3 separate regions of the Mus musculus genome follow, and all the other regions are linked to region 2. The links are chromatin contacts, called in public Hi-C and HiChIP or PLAC-seq maps. All regions are on one chromosome and are shown on one strand. The core of a region is the stretch at or near the end of the contact, and the rest is flanking DNA. Distances in the headings are between cores, read along the strand shown.

What was found. A called contact is a pair of places that touch in the nucleus more often than the background predicts. HiChIP or PLAC-seq counts read pairs in DNA pulled down with a chosen protein or histone mark.
Region 1: an H3K27ac HiChIP or PLAC-seq map of hepatocytes shows a contact between it and region 2, with 5 times the contacts expected there. The contact joins the enhancer-like site here to the promoter of Zfhx3 in region 2. A contact is called at or near these places in 1 of 39 promoter capture datasets (liver), 3 of 484 Hi-C or Micro-C datasets (all in liver) and 3 of 115 datasets of contacts at active chromatin or transcription factors (bone marrow-derived macrophages, hepatocytes and neural tube).
Region 3: a Hi-C map of the N1E-115 cell line shows a contact between it and region 2, with 6 times the contacts expected there. The contact joins the enhancer-like site here to the promoter of Zfhx3 in region 2. A contact is called at or near these places in 1 of 484 Hi-C or Micro-C datasets (the N1E-115 cell line) and 5 of 115 datasets of contacts at active chromatin or transcription factors (differentiating embryonic stem cells, embryonic basal ganglia, embryonic forebrain and 2 more).

The regions. Positions count from the first base shown.
Region 1 is chr8:108,988,906-108,991,605 of GRCm38.p6, forward strand. No RefSeq gene overlaps it. Among named protein-coding and RNA genes, the nearest start is that of Mir3108, 53 kb to the left of the region's middle. Within about 2 kb of position 1,301, at least 8 of the 459 cell types and tissues checked have an H3K27ac peak or open chromatin away from gene starts, as enhancers often do. A contact at or near this core is called in hepatocytes and liver, where this site is marked.
Region 2 is chr8:108,713,373-108,716,072 of GRCm38.p6, forward strand. It overlaps Zfhx3 (zinc finger homeobox 3), which reads left to right and starts at 1,272. Exons shown (of 10, transcript NM_007496.2): 1 at 1,272-1,958.
Region 3 is chr8:108,434,663-108,437,362 of GRCm38.p6, forward strand. It overlaps a transcript of Zfhx3 not described here. Among named protein-coding and RNA genes, the nearest start is that of Gm39243, 36 kb to the right of the region's middle. Within about 2 kb of position 1,404, at least 1 of the 459 cell types and tissues checked has an H3K27ac peak or open chromatin away from gene starts, as enhancers often do. A contact at or near this core is called in the N1E-115 cell line, where this site is marked.

The sequences.
Region 1 (2,700 bases), core at 51-2,550, 280 kb after region 2:
TTCTCACCCAGGGAACATAACTAGCTTGAGCCTGGAATCATAGTGCAAAGCTGCCCAACCAACCAACCAAACACCCCTATAAAATAATGAATAGTGTTATTTTATATTTCTAAGTTGGGTTAATTTGTTATATAAGCAATAGAACTAATATAGCTACCATGCATACTTAACTCATTGTATTTATTTTCAGTATGCATGTAACATGTACATATTGTTATATATGTACACAATATATTGTCTTTTATAGTATAATGTCTTGGACCATTCACAAAAGCTAATTCTATTATGATTAGGCTAGGAAAAATTAATAAAATTCAAAGAGAAGTGGTATAGATAAGATCTTCTAGTCAAATAGGCAAGGTACCTTGGCTATAGTTTCTTTCTTTTTTTCTTCCTTTCTTTCCTTCCTTTCCTTCCTTCTTGTTTGAGACAGGATCTCACTATGGAGCTCTGAATAACCTGGAACTCACTCTGTACACCAGGCTGGCCTTGAACTCACAGAGATCTGCCTGCCTCTGCCTCCAGAGTGCTGGAATGAAAGGTATTGGTCACCATTGAAGGGTTCTGGTGGTAATGTTTTTGTTTTGTTTTGTTTTTAACAACTTTCTTAACAATTCTAAGACAAAGGAAATCAAACCCAAGTTATATAATTCTAAAAACTTCTACCAATAAAAATAAATAAATAAATAAATAAATAAAGGCACACATTTATGTCCTGTAAGATAACTGCAGTGTCCAGCGAAAATATAAGAATATCTGTACTAATTTAGAAGTTATTTGTGTGGAAGTGAAAGTTTAACTTTCCAATTTGAGAAACTGTATGGTGCCAACAGAATGTTTAGCTGAGAAGCCTAAAAAGAGGTAGGAAAGATGAATCAATAAATAGGAAGAATGGAAGGAGGGAAACAACAACATTAAGAGGAATTAAATAACCAATGCTAAGGGTTTCTCTGCCTAGCTCTGGAAATTTGAAAGCATTCTTGGAGCGTATCTTTTAAAAGATTTTAGATTTATTTATTGTGTCTGGGTGTTTTATTTGCATGTGTGCATTCGAACCATCTGGGTTCCTGGTACACTCAGAGGTCAGCCATGGTGCTGGAGCACCTGGAACTAGTTATACACAGTTACGAGTCACCATTTAAATGCTGGGGCTAGAACTCAGGTCCTCTGCCAGGGCACAAATGCTCCCAATCAAAAGCCGTCTCTCCATTCATACTTTAAGGAAAGTACAAATAACCATCAAGCTGGCTATGGTGCCACTCGCCTGTAAACACCAGCACTGGAGGGTGTGGGGCAGGGCTAGAGACAGGGAGATTCCTGAAGCTCACTGACCAGAGAGCCAGTTTCAGATTCAGTGAGAAACCCTGTCTCAAAATACAAAGGTAGAAACCAATTGAGGGAAGATATTTGGTCTACCGCTGGTCTCCACATGGATTCTATATGTACACCTACACCAACAAAGTGCACACATACCATAACACACACATGCACACACGCGCACACACCCACATTACACCATGAAAATATATAAGAAGAAATAGCAAATTCAAATGGCCACAGGAAGCATTTTTAGCATCAAGGAGCTCCCCTTTCTCTTCAGAATGCATCAAGCCAGGACGTTTTTTGCAGCTCACGTTTCCCCACTATTTAGCAGCGTTACAGAGGGACTAGCTGATGAAATTATGGAAAGGAAAGAAAAATGAGGTGGGAAGTCAGAAAGGAAAGGCCACGCTTGCAGTATCTGGGGGTCACGTGGTTAGGAGGCCTCTCGAAGTTCCAGAGGGCACACATTTCACAACTAATATTGATCTGGTCCATGTGGCAGGGAATAGCGATGCTGTCAGCTTGGAGCAGGGCCAGGAACAGAGAAGAGCTCTATATAGAAGGCTGTGGTTCAAGGTTGCCATGCAAATGATCTGGCCATGTGACTCCTAATATTCTAGTAGATCCTAGGGTATTGTGGTATCAACTGTGATAAAACACAGAGGGTGTTCACCATACTCTATAGAAAGAAGCACATTGTGAAACCTGGGGCCCTGGAACAAGATCAGAAGATCTAAAGCATAAAATTATATGGCTTCTTAACAACAGTTACAGACAAGGCTCTGGGGATGCCTTGGTAGAGATGGAGTGTTTCCTCACTGAACATCTATGTCCAAAACTGCTAAACTCACTAAGTCGCAAATGTAGTTTGCTCGTGATCTGTTTTAACCCACGAGACAGAGATACTGCATACAGAATAAGAATGGTCTAGATCAGAAAGCACAAGTAGGTTCAATGTAGACCCATTACAGTCCCCTAGGTCTCTTCCTATGGACCACACACATGTGAACCAAACACCTTATGTATTGCCATGTGTGAGATCCAATATAGGTTTTTAATCACAGCTTTCCTTAAGATACCAGCCAGCACACCACACCACTCTACAGGAACTCAATTCCATAGAGGCCAGCACTGCACCACTGACTAGGAGTTCAGTAATTCCTGACATGTAGGTGTGGGATTCTGACCTGCTTTGTAGAGTATTACTGTGCTTATTATTATTTTTTAAATCTTTCTTCAGCCAGGGTTCAAGCTAAGTGTCTGTCCAAGTGGTTTGGCTTGCCTTTGCCCAACTCCAGAGCCCCTAATGCCGAATGAGTCATGACCATCCTGTACATGGGCCCTGTGCTAAGCTGGTATTGGAGATAACTGGGGAGC
Region 2 (2,700 bases), core at 22-2,521:
TCCCCCAACCCCCCCAGACCTGCTCTCCCCCTTCCCCAAGTTTGACTAAATTTGGCCTCTGCCCTCCTTTGTCCCTAATCAGACATGATTCCCCAGAGGCAGCTCTTTTCTCCCAAGGTCCTAGCTTGGGGTGGGGGAAGGGAGACGGCGATTGCAATCTTTTTTTTTTTTCTTGTGCTAAAATATAGACAGGGTAACAGACTGCGCCCAACAGGTTAGGTATTTACATCGATTTGAAACCGAATTCTATTGTACCAAAATGCTTCCTACATTGGGGCCCTGTAGTTTTCACCAAGCAAGCCTCCCCCTTTCCTCCCTGTTAGTGTGTGTTTAATGCAAATACGATTCCATACATTCTGCTCTTCGCCGGGTGAGCTTATTATATTTCTAACACTTGCATGGTTCATTATTGTGCAGTAGGAAAAGACTCGCGGCTGCCGGGGGCAGCCTGGGTGGCTGGTTTTCAGAAAGAGAAAAAGCAGGTGTCTTTCTATGCTGGGAATGAAGACTAGATTTAGGAGGAGGGTGGAATTCTGTCTGAGAGGACTGGAGCCTTCCGGTGAGATTTCAAGGGGGCCTGCCTTTGCATAACAGAACGCCAAAGGTGAACCTTGGGAGACCTAGAAGTGCCCAGCTGTCGCTGTGACCAGCCGAGGTAGCCCCGTTGGGTTTGATCCTGGTGGTAGAATCGTCTTGAGCCGGGCCACCTTTCTTGCCCTGTCTGAAATGCTCTGTGGCTCCTAAGGGCAGTCTCCTGATCCTGACAGCGGGTGGTTCCAGGCTGCTTGGCCTTTTCTAGTCGTTTCTTGCTCTCCTCTTCTCCCCCTCTCCTTAGAAACTGTCCTTAAACTCTCAATGGAGAGTGAGTGAGTAGGGGATGTTTTCGTAAGTTTCTGCAGCTGAAAAACAGAAGTGCTCTGTGAAGCAGTTAATAGGATGGGTGTGTGTTTCAAATAAATTCCTGTCCACATTGGCTAAAGTCCCCATGTTAGAGTGGCCTGGCTCTGACGTGGACAGGGCCCAGAGACTGATGGATCAGGGTTCGGAGGCCCCGACTGCTTGTTCTTCTCTTTTGGGGGAGAGACTGGGGGTGGCCGAAGGCGCGTCCGTTTCTTCCAGGCCGGCCTTTGACTTTTGATGAGCGGTGCGGTCAGTGCCTCGCGGGGACGCGGCTTTGTTCCTGCCGGGCCGGTTCCTGGGTTGGTGCAGGCCAGGGCAGCCAAGGCTCCTGTCCCCAGGCGAGTGCGGCCCAGGCCGCCTCCAAGGCTGGTGCTGGGAGCCCGGGCCCGGCAGCTCCGGCCCTGCTCCTGTGTGTTTGTGCGTCTATGTCCCCAGGTCCCCGCAGGCGCGCGGGCGCGGCCACCGCGAGCAGCCCGGCCTGCGCCCAGCGCGACTGTAGATGTCAGGCTTTGCCCGGGGAGCCGAGAGGCTGCGGGGCTGTGAGTTTCAAATTAACCTTCCGCTTTGTTGCTGTGTAATGTGGATCCCCGAAGGCCCCCCGCCCCGCCCGCCCCCCTTCCTCGGGCGGTGCGCGCTGCAAACTGCGAGTTGAGCTTCATTTACATAAAGCGATTCCGGGCGGGCGGGCGGGCGAGCGGGCGGCGCAGGAGGAGGAGAGAGGCGGGCAGGCCGGGACGGGGACCGGGACGCAGCGCCGCGCCCCGTGGGTGAATCCCCGCCGCGCCTGGGGGACCTCCCTCCCCGGGGCAGCCCGCAGATCGCCAGCCCCGGGCCGCCACCATGCGCGCCCCGCCCCTGCCGCCAGGCCCCTCGCTCCTAGCCTGCGCCACCGCCGAGCCCGGGGGGCAGCGGGAGGTGGGGAGAATGCCGCCTGGGGTGGGTAAGTTCGGGGCTCCGCTGCCACTGGAATCTCCCGTTGTCGCGCTGCCCGGCGTGGTGGCCCCCGGACCTCCGAGTGCCTCCTTCCTCCTGAGGTGTACGGAGGCTTTGTGTGCCAGGTGAGTGCAGCCTCCCTCCCCCGCCGCGCCGCTCGCAGCCGGCCTAGCGCTGGAGGCAGGTGCTGCGAGTGAGTCTTGGCTGAACTTCCCATTCTCTTGGGGCGTGTGGGGGAAGGGCAGGCTTGGATGCACTTGAACTCCTAGACTCCAGGAGGAACCTACCTGGGGAGAGAGTGGCTTAGAGTCTGCTGGGCACCAGAGTACGTTCTTCCTCCTATCTCCTCTTGCTTTTCCTTCCCGACCTCCTCCTCCTCCTCCTCCTCCTGCTTTTGGGTTAGTTCCTACCTTGTTAATACTTGGGGGTACTGGTGCCATTGAGAACTTTGGATTCTTTGGTCTAAAACACACCTTCAGCTGCCGGGGGGGGGGGCGGTTATGAAGGAAAGAGAGAGAGAGAGTGAGAGTGTGTTAGAAGTCGCTGGTCAGTTTGCAGCAATGTGAAGAATGTGCCTGTTTGGGGAGTAATTAAAGAGAGAATCAGGGCAGAGCTGGCGGGACCTATGGAGATCATCTTGGCCTGGCTGCTCTCTAATTTCGGTTTGTTCTTCTGCCAGAACCGGTACAGCATTTATTTTGGGGGGCGGGAAGTACGAAGGAAAGGTAAGATTTTTTTTTTAAACTCCATTTAAAGAGGAGAGATATCCAAGTTAGGGTAGCAACAAGAAAAATAACAACAAAAAAACCAAAAACAAAACCAAAACAAAATCCAACTCAAAGTCATTTTGTAGGCTTAGAGAGAAAC
Region 3 (2,700 bases), core at 154-2,653, 280 kb before region 2:
ATGATCTCAGCCCTGCTCTTTGACCTTATGTGGTTGAGTGTCCTGAGATAAGAGTGTCATTACACATACCAATACAAGGAGTGTACTTAAAATGCTATGTGAACCATCATCTTTATAATACGTGGCTGTTCTCCTGGGCCCCCTAGAAATAACAGCACTTGTTGAAATCAGCACCTATCACTTGAACCAAGCTGGGTACTGGTTTAACCCTAGGGAGTAAGTAAACGGATGTGGGTCCTACCTTGGTTTTCCTGACTCTAGCCATAGAAGCAAACCAAAATGCCTTTAGCCCTCACTAAGATAGACCCCCGTGGTGAGTTTTTCAAGTTTGATTAAGATAAGAATATTTTCCTTGTCTTTCACAATCAAGTTCTGGGCAAAGCTTCCAGCAAGTTAATGAGAATTGAACAGCGTTTCATGAGAATTTAAAGAATCGATGTCCTGATAGCTACAGCTGCCATGACCTCCTGGCCATAGCTATGTAGATTCTGTCTGGAATGAGGTCAGAGCAGGCAGGGATGTCCCTTCTGGGATCTGCTCTAAGACTCACCATCAGCAGCTCCCCAGCCCAGACCAAGGTTTCTAGAACATCAGTATTGTTTGGGTGTACCTGTGAGTTAGGCACAGGCACCTTGAGCTAGGCAACTAGAGGAAGTCTGGGCTTGGTAGCATCTCTGGTTGATAAGAAAGCTAAGGATGTCACAACAGGTGAGGTCCCAGATAAAGACTGAGGGTGGCTGATTCTGTCCAATGTCCCTATACTGCACGACAGTGACTGATCTTGCCCCTTACCACTTCTCATCATGCTGGGCATGGTTCCAAACACTTGCCAAGCATGCACTTGGTTTAGCCCAAAACATCCCAATGCCACAGACACAGTTGTTACTGCGTGGCTTAGATGAAGAAATACAGGAAGAGGGGCAATATTAATGCAGACTTCTCCCTGCTCTTTGCTATCCATTTCCTCATTACAGAGCACTACCACGCAACTATCCTCATAGTTTCTGAGTGGTATTCTACACAGTGTAATATGCCAGGCACCAAGCATGCTTTAGACCTCAACTCTTTCAAAAAGGATGTCTATAAGTCATCACTGGGAGAAAGATGTAATTTCTCGGGGCTGACAGACTGATAAGTAGAATAGGAATCATGGGTCTTTTGAGCTCACTGTGGTCCATCCAGAGAGGAAGGATTTCATTTGGATAGCAGGCCTCCCAGCATTGAGGGTCACAAGAGTTTGGAAGGATGAGCTGGAAGTTGAAACGGCATGCCCTGCTTGACTAACCAGGACCTGTACCACACTATGTGGTAACAGTCTTAAGAAGAGATACACTATGCTAGGTCAGCACCCTTAGCCTGCCCTTGGCTGGCCTGACACCCACAGCTACCTGGAATGGCACTGACAAGGAACTTTGGAGAAGGGAAGAGGGATCCACAAGGATGCTGTGTGAAAGTATCCCATTTGACTCCTTAGTGTAAGTTTAATGTGCCTATCAAACAGCCAGGACTTGCTATTTCTTGACAAAAGAGACTGATGTCACCACAGCATCTCATGAGCAAGATGCCCACTTAGGATTAAGTAGCACAAAGTCCCCCACTGCCATCTGACTGATTTAGGAAGGGGGGGATGGCTGCTGAGAGAGAAGAGGGTTCCCCAGCGGTGCTTAGAGAGGGCCCCTTGGTGCGGCCACAGCTCTCCTGAGCTGACCAGCGGCGTTTAAATGCAAGGGCTGCTGTGAGCTGACTCGCTGCAGGATAATTACGTTAGGGACCAATACGGCCTGTTGAAAATCAATTCCGTGGGACCAGTGTGTTTGTTCGGAAAGCCACTCAGCCAATTCAGGAGTATATTAGGCAGCAGGCCCAGTGCAGTGACCTCTTCCGGATTGGGGTTGACACTTGAACGAAGGCGTTTGTCCAGTTAAAGGACAGTACTAGCAGCAGGCTCTTATCTCCCATAAATTGGATTACTCAGATCTGCTTGTTCTCTTTAAAGATAGTGACTCTTGGGCTTTTCCCCTCTCTTTCCATCTGTCTGAGATGGTTACCTAGTGATTACTGTCTAACGTGCCATCCTTATGTATTTCTGGACAGTGTCTGTCACCAGTGTGACTTCTCTTTCCTGAATGGGTGGACAAGGTTACCGGAGCTGGGCACCTCCACTTGTCAGGTCTCTGGTTGGCCTGGGGAATGGATTTCGATCCTGGTGCCCAGGCCTGTGCATTCGCTTCCGAAGCATGCAGTCAGAAACTCTGTGACATGCTTTTCAGTGATCAGTAGGCAAGTCCTGTGATATCCCATACTTCCCGTCAGACAGGTGAGTTAACTCCCTAGTGGCTTCCCCTAGCTTAGAACCCTAAGCCTGCTCACTATGCAAGCAATGTCTCTTGAGTAGGAAATGCATCTGTGCATGACAACTGTCTCCAGCCCTCCAGAGCATCAAAGTCCTGCAGAAGGCTGGAGAAGTAATCACTACTGAGAGTAACCCCCTCACGCCCCCCCATGGAAAGCCCAGGAAATCCTGTCTTCAACACCTCTCCTGGTGGAGTCTTCCCTCCCCAGACCTGCCGTACTAGCACAGGGTTGTAAGGGGTGTCACCAAGACAGAGCCAAGTCTGGGAAAACGTGTGTCTCCTCCTAAAAGGATCCAGGAAAGACTTATGGCTGCAATTACAGGTTCTTTTAATGACACATAAAATT